Regions from separate parts of the Arachis hypogaea genome. Here region 1 is linked to region 2. A link is a contact called in public Hi-C data. All regions are on one chromosome and are shown on one strand. Each heading gives the region's core, a stretch centred on a gene start, on an enhancer-like site or on the middle of the called end of the contact. The rest is flanking DNA. Distances are from core to core; before and after follow the strand shown.

Region 1 (5,082 bases), core at 2,518-5,017, 300 kb before region 2:
TTACTATTGATGAATTAGATGTAGTTTTGAGGGAGAGGTTCTCTCCTCTCTCTTTTAGAATTTAGAATTAGGATTTCTTTTGCTTTCAGGATTATCTTTTTATCAGGTTCAATATTCCTTTTTATTCATCTTCTTAATTTAGTTTATGAATTCTTCTATGTTACAGATTATTCTTTAAATTAATGTTATTTGAGGTATTTCAGTTTATGATTACTTTCTTTTATTTATATTACTGTTGCTTCCAATCTGAAGACATTTTTATTCCAGTAGATTTACTTTTTTCCCTTTTGGTCTTGGTTAAGAAATCAGTAACTCAGGAGTTATCAAACTCAACATGATTGATAATTGTTATCTTTGCTAATTGAATTGAAACTTCAATAATCCCAATCTTTCCTTAGGGATTAACTAGGATTTGAAGATCAAACTAATTAGTCACTTAACCTTTCTTTACTTTAAGTAAAGGCTAACTAAGTGGAATTAAGATTCAATCTTCATCATCATTGATAAGGATAACCAGGATAGGACTTCTAATTTCTCATACCTTGCCAAAAGTTTATTTTACAGTTATTTATTTACTTTACAATCTTTTACTTATTTCAATTGCAATTTAAAATTACTTGTTCCTCATCTTCAAAACCCCGATTTACAATCTTCATAACCAATAATAAGAACATACTTCCCTGCAGTTCCTTGAGAAGACGACCCGAGGTTTAAATACTTCGGTTATCAATTTTTAAGGGTTTGTTACTTGTGACAACCAAAACGTTTGTACGAAGGGATTTCTGTTAGTTTAGAAACTATATCTACAACGTGACTATTTTTATAAAATTCTTTACTAGCAAAAATCCTAACGTCACTCTGCGATTATAATGAATGAATTAAACAAAGCCTCGAGTTTGAATAAATAAAGAAACAAGTTTCTTAGGTCATTTATAATTCATTATAATATGCTAACAAGTTAGAATTTGGCAATCAAACCGTACTCTAAGAGTTAGCCAAGAGCTGGAAAGATGGAAGGAATTATATTTTTGTCCTTCTTGGATTCTTAGTAAAAATATTATTACTTCATAAAGAGTATTGTTAGACGTCAATCTTGATTTGTAAATTTTTACTGACTAATTTACTACCCTTTTAGTATTGAACCTATGAAATTAGTGTGTTCTAATCCTTAATAAAGAATTATTTAGTTATTATTTTAATTTCATCAAATAAATAATTATATTAATTCAAATAAAATATTATTATATTCTTAGCTAGCACTACGAATATAATAATAATATAATAATTAAAAATATTAAATAATTAATTAATTATTCTATGATGAATTTTAAATATAGATAACATCCTAACTGATTCTATTTTAAATTGAGTTATAATCTGATTACTCCTGAAGACAGTGGTAACCTCGATATTACTCCTGGCATTGTCGTTGCGTCACCATCATCGAATACCGCTGCTGAAGTCCCCACGGTAAAAGCTACCTTGATTGAATCCTTTAAGGTTGTCCTGATTTTTTTACTAACGTTGCAATTTGACTTTGAAATTATTTTTGAGTGTATATCTGGTGCAATTGAGTTAGGTTTTTAAATTGTTAATACTAAAATTTTTGAATTTAGAGTTTTCTAATTAATTTTTTTTATCTAAATTTTGAAATTCTGTATGATTTGTAATTTTTGTTGAATTCTAAGTAGTTTTTGCATCTTCTTCATTTGTTTTAGATTCTAAACTTATTGATTTATGATCTGATCTTGTTTAAATTCAATTATCTATGATGATTGAATTTGAATATTGGTTTATAAATTTTTTTTCATAGAATTTTGCTAAATAAAAGGGCACGAAAAAGAAATTTGGGATTCTCAAAGAAAATCTCTTCATGAATATGAATTTGTAATCCATTGATTTGAGCCTGTAGGTACAGGAGTTCACCCGCAGTCTTCACCAGCAAGTTTAGATGATAAACGATTATCGGAAGAGGTATCAGAATATCCTTACATGCATGACAGACACGAATAATCTTAGGCTGGAGTGGCTTCAACGGATGGAGGTGTACCAGACTCGGATGCGCACCGCTGGCATCATCCCTGCTGGTGGCAGCAGTCTTGCTGGTGGCACACAGACTTCATCACCTTCTGCGTTGCCTCATCAGAGCCATGGGAACGACAACGACGAAGATTACCTAGATCTTTAGTGATTAGTGTTTCATTTTATTGTTTCATTGTATTTATTTGATTTACTTGACTTTTAATTTATTTGAACATTTGATAATTTATTTTAAATAATAGGTTTCTATTATTTATAAATTGACCATTAATTGTGTAAAAATAAATTTAAAATAAAAATTGACCATTTATTCAAATGGTAATAGTGTGGAAACAACATATTGTGGCGCCAACATTACCGTTGAAAAAATCTGCCGATAACTAAATAATTTTTCCAACAGGTAATCCGTTGCAGAATCTGACAGTAATTACTATCGAACGAAAACAATTCGACGGTAAACATTTGTCAGTAAAATTTATACCGTCTGATTCTTTCTGATAGTAAATCCAATAAAAAATTTGACGATATTCAACATTTTTTTTTGTAGTGAAAAATAAAAAAGAGAATAATTCCATAAAAAAATTAAAAAATATCAATTACTAATTTTTTCCATACTTGATTCCATCATCATTTTTCTTATTTATAACAAATTCTATTATTAGCGAGAGTTATACATAATTGGATTATTAGACTCACTTTTACTCCTTCTAAAGAGTTATTAAAAAGTTTTCATGATTCCTTAATGTTTAATTTAATATTCACTATATTCCTTAAATGTAACAATTGTTAATTTTTGTTCACATATTTCATTAACACCTTTCTTATATAAACCAAGTTCTCTTTATAAAAAGTTTTTATGTTCTGTCTTGGACTCATGGGCAGATATTTTAAGAACCCAACAGGCCAATAGAAACATCTACAACCAAAGCCCAATATAATTCAGGATTAAACAATGATCCACAGTACAAGTCCTCTCCTTCCCAATCATGAAAGCAAGTCATGAAGAAGGATGTTACACAATGTGGCTGAGGCATGTATTCAAATGGCAAAACTATTTGCCTCAAAAACAGCCACGCGAGGTTCGATTCCTAGCAGTGTTTGTATGAACAAAAAAAAAAAAAAAAGGACTTGCACAATATGATGAAGACGACGCTATACTTTCACAATTGCGAAGGCATCACACCTACCTTGTTTAGCCAATTGAGCAACCGAATGCGCAGTTTGTTACCACAAAAATCAGCAATGATCACATTGCTTCTTTATTGAGACATTGACTTCGTTACGTGAACGTGAGTGTCTAATTTCAATTTAATAGCTTTAACACTATCCCGTTGACAAACAATAAGGAGATATATGGCACCAAATAATATCACGTGGAACAAAAAATTGAAAAAATTTATTTCTTATAATTTCATTTTCTAAGCTAATATCTGATTTTCCACTTTTTGACTTTTGTTTTTGGCAGTTAATAAATTTGTTAACCCAACTTAGATATTTTGTTCTCACCTAGCTTTAGGTTGGCCCGGCCCAAAGTTATAGTTATAGCAACAGATGATAGATTAACAAGTAAACCATGACAAAAAAAAAAAAAGCAAACACAATTTTTTTGGGTATTAACAAGTAAACACTATTGTCATCATCATCTTTGGATGGAAAGTGAAGCCCATTTCATATGAAAGCTCACATAACACTCAACTATGTAGCCTGACACTACTAAAAAAAAACCATGTAGACCCCTAAAAAATTACTCAAATATGTAGAGGTATGTGAACTCGATGTACTAAATAGAGCAAGTAAATAAATAAATAAATAAAGCTTCTCTATTTTTAAAATTTTATTTGTCACAAATTAAATAATATATTTATTTAAAAAGTTTAGATAATATTAATTATTCTTTTACTAGTTAGTGAACCTATAAAAGGTTAAAATATATGTGTATAATTATAATTAAGCAAGTATTTGGGATAGAAGAAGATATAACAGTTTTGTTATACATTTAAAATATTTTTCTTAATCAAATTGGTTCAAACTAAACAAAAATCACTCATGTGTAAATCACGCACTTTAACATCAAAAGAGAATACGAAAAAGAAAAAGATGATGAAGAAAAAGAGGATGATGAAAGTTTTGAATTGTGCAGAATTTATCCAGAAAAATAGCACGAAAATATTTTAACCGTGACACAAAAAAATTTTTAATTTTGACATCAAAATTTTTTAATAACTGTAACACAAGTTCTTGTTAAGAGGGTGAAATAAAAAAAAGATGAGAATGTAAAACAAAATGATGATGATGATGATGATGATGATGATGATGATGATGATGATGATGATGATGATGATGATGATGATGATGATGATGATGATGATGATGAGGAGGAGGAGGAGGAGGAGGAGGAGGAGGAGGAGGAGGAGGAGGAGGAGGAGGAGGAGGAGGAGGAGGAGGAGGAGGAGGAGGAGGAGGAGGAGGAGGAGTTTATTAAAATATCATCGAAGATTTTTAACTGTGTGACACATGAAATTTTCTAATTTTGACATTAAAATTTTTTAAACGTGACATAGGTTTTTGTTAAAATTTAGGTATGTCCAAATGTATTAAGAGAAGAATTTTTTATTTTTTATTTTTTATTAAAATACGATTAGACACAGCAAATATACGTGTCGAACGAGTATCGATGAATATTCTGTCCAAAATGTATTCGACACACAATAACTCAACAAAGTGTTCATACTTCTTAGTGATTAACACAAACTTACTTATTCTTTGGATGTATTTCAAAAACATTTTATTGTTATTTGTTATGTTGGATGTGCTTTAAATATATTCAAAACACTACATCAAATTAAATCTTTACTACATATATAAAATTATATAACTATATACAAAATAATTATAAATACATCCGAAATGAAGTCATATTTTAAAATAATTACTGACTATTAAATAATCTACAAATAAAATAATTACTTATAATTAAATAATAAAAATCAAACACATATTTATTGGTTATAAATATTAAGTATAATCGAGTATTAACTTTCT
Region 2 (4,996 bases), core at 2,012-4,511:
GAAAGCCTTCAAGTGTGGCAGAGCTTGCCTCTGAACACAGTCTGAGAAAGGGTAGTAGTGACCTCCCTCTCCAATGTCACTTTGAAGACAATACTCGAGATTAATGTCGTTGCAGAAATAAATCAGAGAAAAATAGAATACACTAGAGAAGAAAAATGTCAAAAACTGTTCTGTTAGGACATGGTTGAATTTCGCACTCAAAAGGGGGTGCACTTCTTATTCTTCATTTAATTGCAATTTGAAAGAGTAAGTAATTTTCTTTTAATTAATTAAATAAATATTATTTTTAAAAAAATATAAAATAGTCCACCTAAAAAAAATCTTTTTGCCACATTAGAATGGTCATGAACACATCACATAGTTTAACAAACTTTTCTAATATTTGGTCATATTTGACAAACGACACTCAAGAATTATAGACATTTTAGTTGTTATGATCTTCTATAATTATTATTGTCAGCAAATCAATCTATCGTAAATATTTTTGGTAGTTTAGTCTAATATTTATAATTTAATATGACTGAAAACTTTAAACATAAACCCTTAAATTTTATAGGCAAACAAACAACTCATGGTACATGAGATTAATTTTCCACTTTAAGGTTGGAAATTTTTAAAATCCTTTTTCTCCCCTCTTATAGAAGAACATCACCATAGTTAGGTAGCAAATCATTTTTGTCCTCTCCTTCACTCTCAATTGTATTATTATTATTATTAGGACAATGTGGGAAAAAAAAAGAGAAATAATAAAGGAGAAAAGAACAAAGGAAAAATAGGGAATTCTTTTTTCTAAACCACAGTACATTTCATTAAATGAAGACAGAAAAAATGTGGGTCAAATAAAATTAAAATAAAAAAGAAAAAAAGCTAGTTTACTAATTCACAGTATGTTTTGTAGTGGTTCTGAGCAGTGGATCTGTTTCAAGTGAACAAATCTTTGGAAAATCATCAGCACCATCATCATCAATTTTAGTTATAACAATCTCCTCAAGACAAGCATCACCATGACCACTACAACAACTCTTGTTGTTGTTGTTGATGGTGTTATTATTATTAATAGACTCTGAATCTGATTTGGTTGTGAGTTCTTTGGCTCTTTGCACTTCAACATTCCAATCTGTTCTATACAGAACAAGCATCATGAGAACGACACAGGAGCCTTGCGCAGCAAGTAACCCAAGCCACAAGCCAGCAAATCCCATTTTAGCAACAAATCCGAAAAAAATAGCCACAGGCATACCGACCAAATAAAATGATCCTAAGTTAATGTTTGCGCCAATTGAGGGCCTTGCGCTTCCCCTGAGAACTCCGCAGCCAGTGGTCTGCGGACAGTTCCCAAGTTCGCAAAGCCCCGCGATTGGCAGCACTATGGAAGTGAGCTCTAAAATCTGAGGGTCATTAGTGAAGAATCTTCCCCACTGGTGTCTCATGAGGGAGTTGAAAACCATGGCGGCCAGGCCGAGGGCGGCGGCGCAGAAGAGGGACACCAACATGCAAATGCGAGCCTTGTGGGGCCGGTTGGCGCCTAACTCGTTGCCAACTCTGGTGGAGACGGCGAGGCTGAGAGAAGATGGGAACACATATACGAGTGATGTTGTTTGGATGAGGATTCCCATGGAGGCGATGGTGGCTTTTGGGTTAGCCAAGTGGCCGCACAGCATAATCATGAATTCGTACCACCACCATTCCAGGCAAACAGAGGCGCAGCTCGGGATCGCCATCGCCAGCAGCGAAGACCAGCCTTTTAGGCTCTCCATGCTTGGCCGCACCCATGACTCTCTATGCACGCCGGAGAAGTAGATGAAGGATGATAGGAACAGAATGAGGTTCAGATTCGTTAAGACCATCGCCGTCGCCACCCCTGTCGAATTTTGGTTAGTATTCAATGTTCTTGTATGATTCTAAAGTTTAATCTTTCTGCAATTACCCACTAAATTATTTATTCTTATAAAATTTACGTCAAAATACAAAATATATATTAAAACTTTTTATTAGTATTAATATGACTTGAAATTTTTTTTTTGGTAATAATGTATATATAAAAAATCAATCACTATATCAGTTATTCATATAAATTTTGGTCAATAATTAGTCAATAATATTTAAAAATATCGACAAAAAAATTGAATTAATAATTAAAAATATTAGTCAAAAACAATAAATTATGGTGTTTTGTAGCGAGCGCACCTGCAATACCCATGTTGAGGTGAACGACAAGGAGGAAGTTGAGAGGAAGATGGAGAAGAACACTGATGGCGGAGCAATAAGTAACGGGCATTGTAATGCTCTGAGTCCTGAGGTAGATTCTCAATGGATGAAGAAGTGAGAGCAAGAAGAGATCCGGTATGCAAAAAAGAATGAATCTTTGCGCCATTGAAGAAATCTCATGATCTTGACCAAACCACAAGAGGATCCTGTTCATGTTTATCCACATGAATGAAATTGGAAGCGAAGTTGAGAGGAGGAGGAGCACCGTGCGCTGAAGCGTTAAGCCGAGAATCTTCCATTGCTTGGCGCCGTAGGCTTGGCCGCAAATGGGTTCCATGCCCATGGCTAAGCCGGAGATGACAGAGTAGCCGGTGATGTTGGCGAAGCCTATGGACAGAGAGCCTCCTGCAAGCTCCATTTCTCCAAGGTATCCAAGGAAAACCATGGAGATCATAGCTCTTGAATATAAGAGTAATCCTGTCATTGTTGTTGGTCCAGATATTTTTCCTATCTCTTTGATTTCTTCTAAAGCCTGATGCACACAAAAATATATAAATGCTTATTAAAGTTCATTACATTACTGTTTTTCTTAACTTTGTATTCAATTTAATTTACCTCGTTAGGAGTTGGCCATCTATGAAGATCATTGCTTGGAAGATGATCGACAACTTTGGAATGGGGAGTGATGAGGATGGTTGTTTTTGTGGGACAGAGAAATGTGGATGCTGAAGATGGCTTGGGATTACACATGATTATAAGATAGTTGTTGGGTACAAAGGAGAATCAAAAAGGTGATTTATGTTATATATGTATGTATTAACTATTAAGTCTATATAATGTTTGTGTTGGGGAGAAACAATAATAACAAAGGTAATGTGTTGTATAATTTTGGGGGGAAGAGGGTGAAGAGTTAGTGGGTATTTATGCATGAAAAGTTTGGGCCCCTACTGTTGAATTTGGAATGTGTCACTCATAAAATGTGTTGAACGACATTGCTATACAATTTTAGAGTATAAAATAATAAGGAAAGGCTAAAGTTTTCAAAAAAATAAATGTAAAAGAAAGATCAAACTTAAACGAAACAAATGCCTGTATGAAGTGCTGGGTTAACCGACCTTGTTAATTTTTTCTCTTGTGAAATTATAGTTTTTGTTTTTTGCTTTTTTGCTTTTTTTTTTTTTTTCAAAATCCCAAATATTCTCTTATCAGATAATATAGGGTGAGTTTAGTAAAACTATTGTTTTTTAAAAATAATTTATCAAAATTGGTTTTTGAAGGATAACGTTCTAAAATATATTTATATTTGGTAAATCAAAATAAAAAATAATTTTTAAAATTTAATTAGACTATGATAAACATAAATATAATTAGATATTTATTAATAGATAAAATTATATTAGACTTTTTAATTTTAATAATAATAATTTAATTTAAAAATGTACTTTAACTTTTAAAATATGACAATGTAAATACATAATCATTTTGATTTATTAAAAATTTTACCAGACAAACTATAATAGTCTTACATAAATCGAACAGGATTATATTATACAATGACAACGATAAAAAAAAGTTTTAAGAGTTAAGTTTTTTCAATAATATTTAGCAAATTTTTTCATTCTTTTTTATTTCTATTTTTTTTTTTTTGGTTTCAAGAAAAATTGGGTTTCAACTTTTTGTTGAATTATTACTGACAAAAAAGATTAACTCCCTAATTAGGCAAAAAAATAATAAATCTTTTTCGAATCAATAAAACTTCTTGTTATAACTTCTTGTTCTTAATATTAAACTAAATGTTTATTAGTCTTTTTGGTAATGTTAAATTTTATTTTAAAGATTGAAATATAAACATAGGAAGAAAAATTCATTTAAAAGAGAAAAAAAACACAAAAATTATGCTCCATATATAAATATATCAAATTTTTTGTTTATGTCGTAAAACAATTCTCCCAAAAATTTAAACGAATAGGAGAACACATATAAATGATTATATTTTTAACACGTCTTTTAAATAAGAGTTTTTTTGAATTTGTTTGAATTTTTTTATAGATTTTTTTTATTTATTTTATACTATTTTTTTGTTCTCTTTTGAGAGATAACAATGATTAAATTCTAAATATTTTGATCATAGAAATTTTAATACCATTTCATAAAACTATTTCTTCCACAAATTTAAATAGATACAAAAAGACACATAAATAATTATATTTCTAATAATCTATTCCAAAAATTTAAATAAGACAAAAATTATAATTATTTTCATATAAAATTATTAATTTAATCAAATATCTCAAATCATTTAATTCATTTTAACTATCAAAACACAATCTTGACGGGCTTTTACGAAAGAATATGTATTAAGAGAAAGTTTAAGACGCAGTAGTTTTATTAAACTTTGGGTAATGTTAGAGAGATAAAAAATACAACCAGAACTTGCCTTATTTAATATTCATTAATTGTTGTAACAATTAATAAATACTAAATAAGGCAAATTATGGCTATTTTTTACTAATTTTCTTTGATTACCAAACAATTCCATAAAATCTGGCAGCACTTAACCAGTAAAAAAAAGTGAGTAATCTCACACTATTAGATAAAATCTCACAATATTAAAAACATCAATAATAAATAATTAATAATTATACATCACAAAATTTATTACCCCTAACATTCTTCATGCATTAATTTAATTATGTTTAATAGAAAGTGAAAAACAATTTGGGTATGTGTAGCATCCGAAGAGTATTTTGAGTTAATGAAGCTTTTTTTGAAACTTTGAGTGCCGATG

The links. A called contact is a pair of places that touch in the nucleus more often than the background predicts.
Region 1: a contact with region 2 is called in a Hi-C map of leaf, with 3 times the contacts expected there. The contact joins the enhancer-like site here to the promoter of LOC112766853 in region 2. A contact is called at or near these places in 3 of 8 Hi-C or Micro-C datasets (all in leaf).

What each region holds. Positions count from the first base shown.
Region 1 is chr17:35,179,621-35,184,702 of arahy.Tifrunner.gnm2.J5K5, reverse strand. No RefSeq gene overlaps it. Among protein-coding and RNA genes, the nearest start is that of LOC112765411, 6.3 kb to the left of the region's middle. Within about 2 kb of position 3,767, at least 2 of the 3 cell types and tissues checked have open chromatin away from gene starts, as enhancers often do.
Region 2 is chr17:34,879,605-34,884,600 of arahy.Tifrunner.gnm2.J5K5, reverse strand. It overlaps LOC112766853 (protein DETOXIFICATION 48), which reads right to left and starts at 3,261. Exons shown (of 3, transcript XM_025812754.3): 1 at 2,824-3,261; 2 at 2,188-2,740; 3 at 764-1,861. The coding sequence starts at 2,958. The coding sequence ends at 876.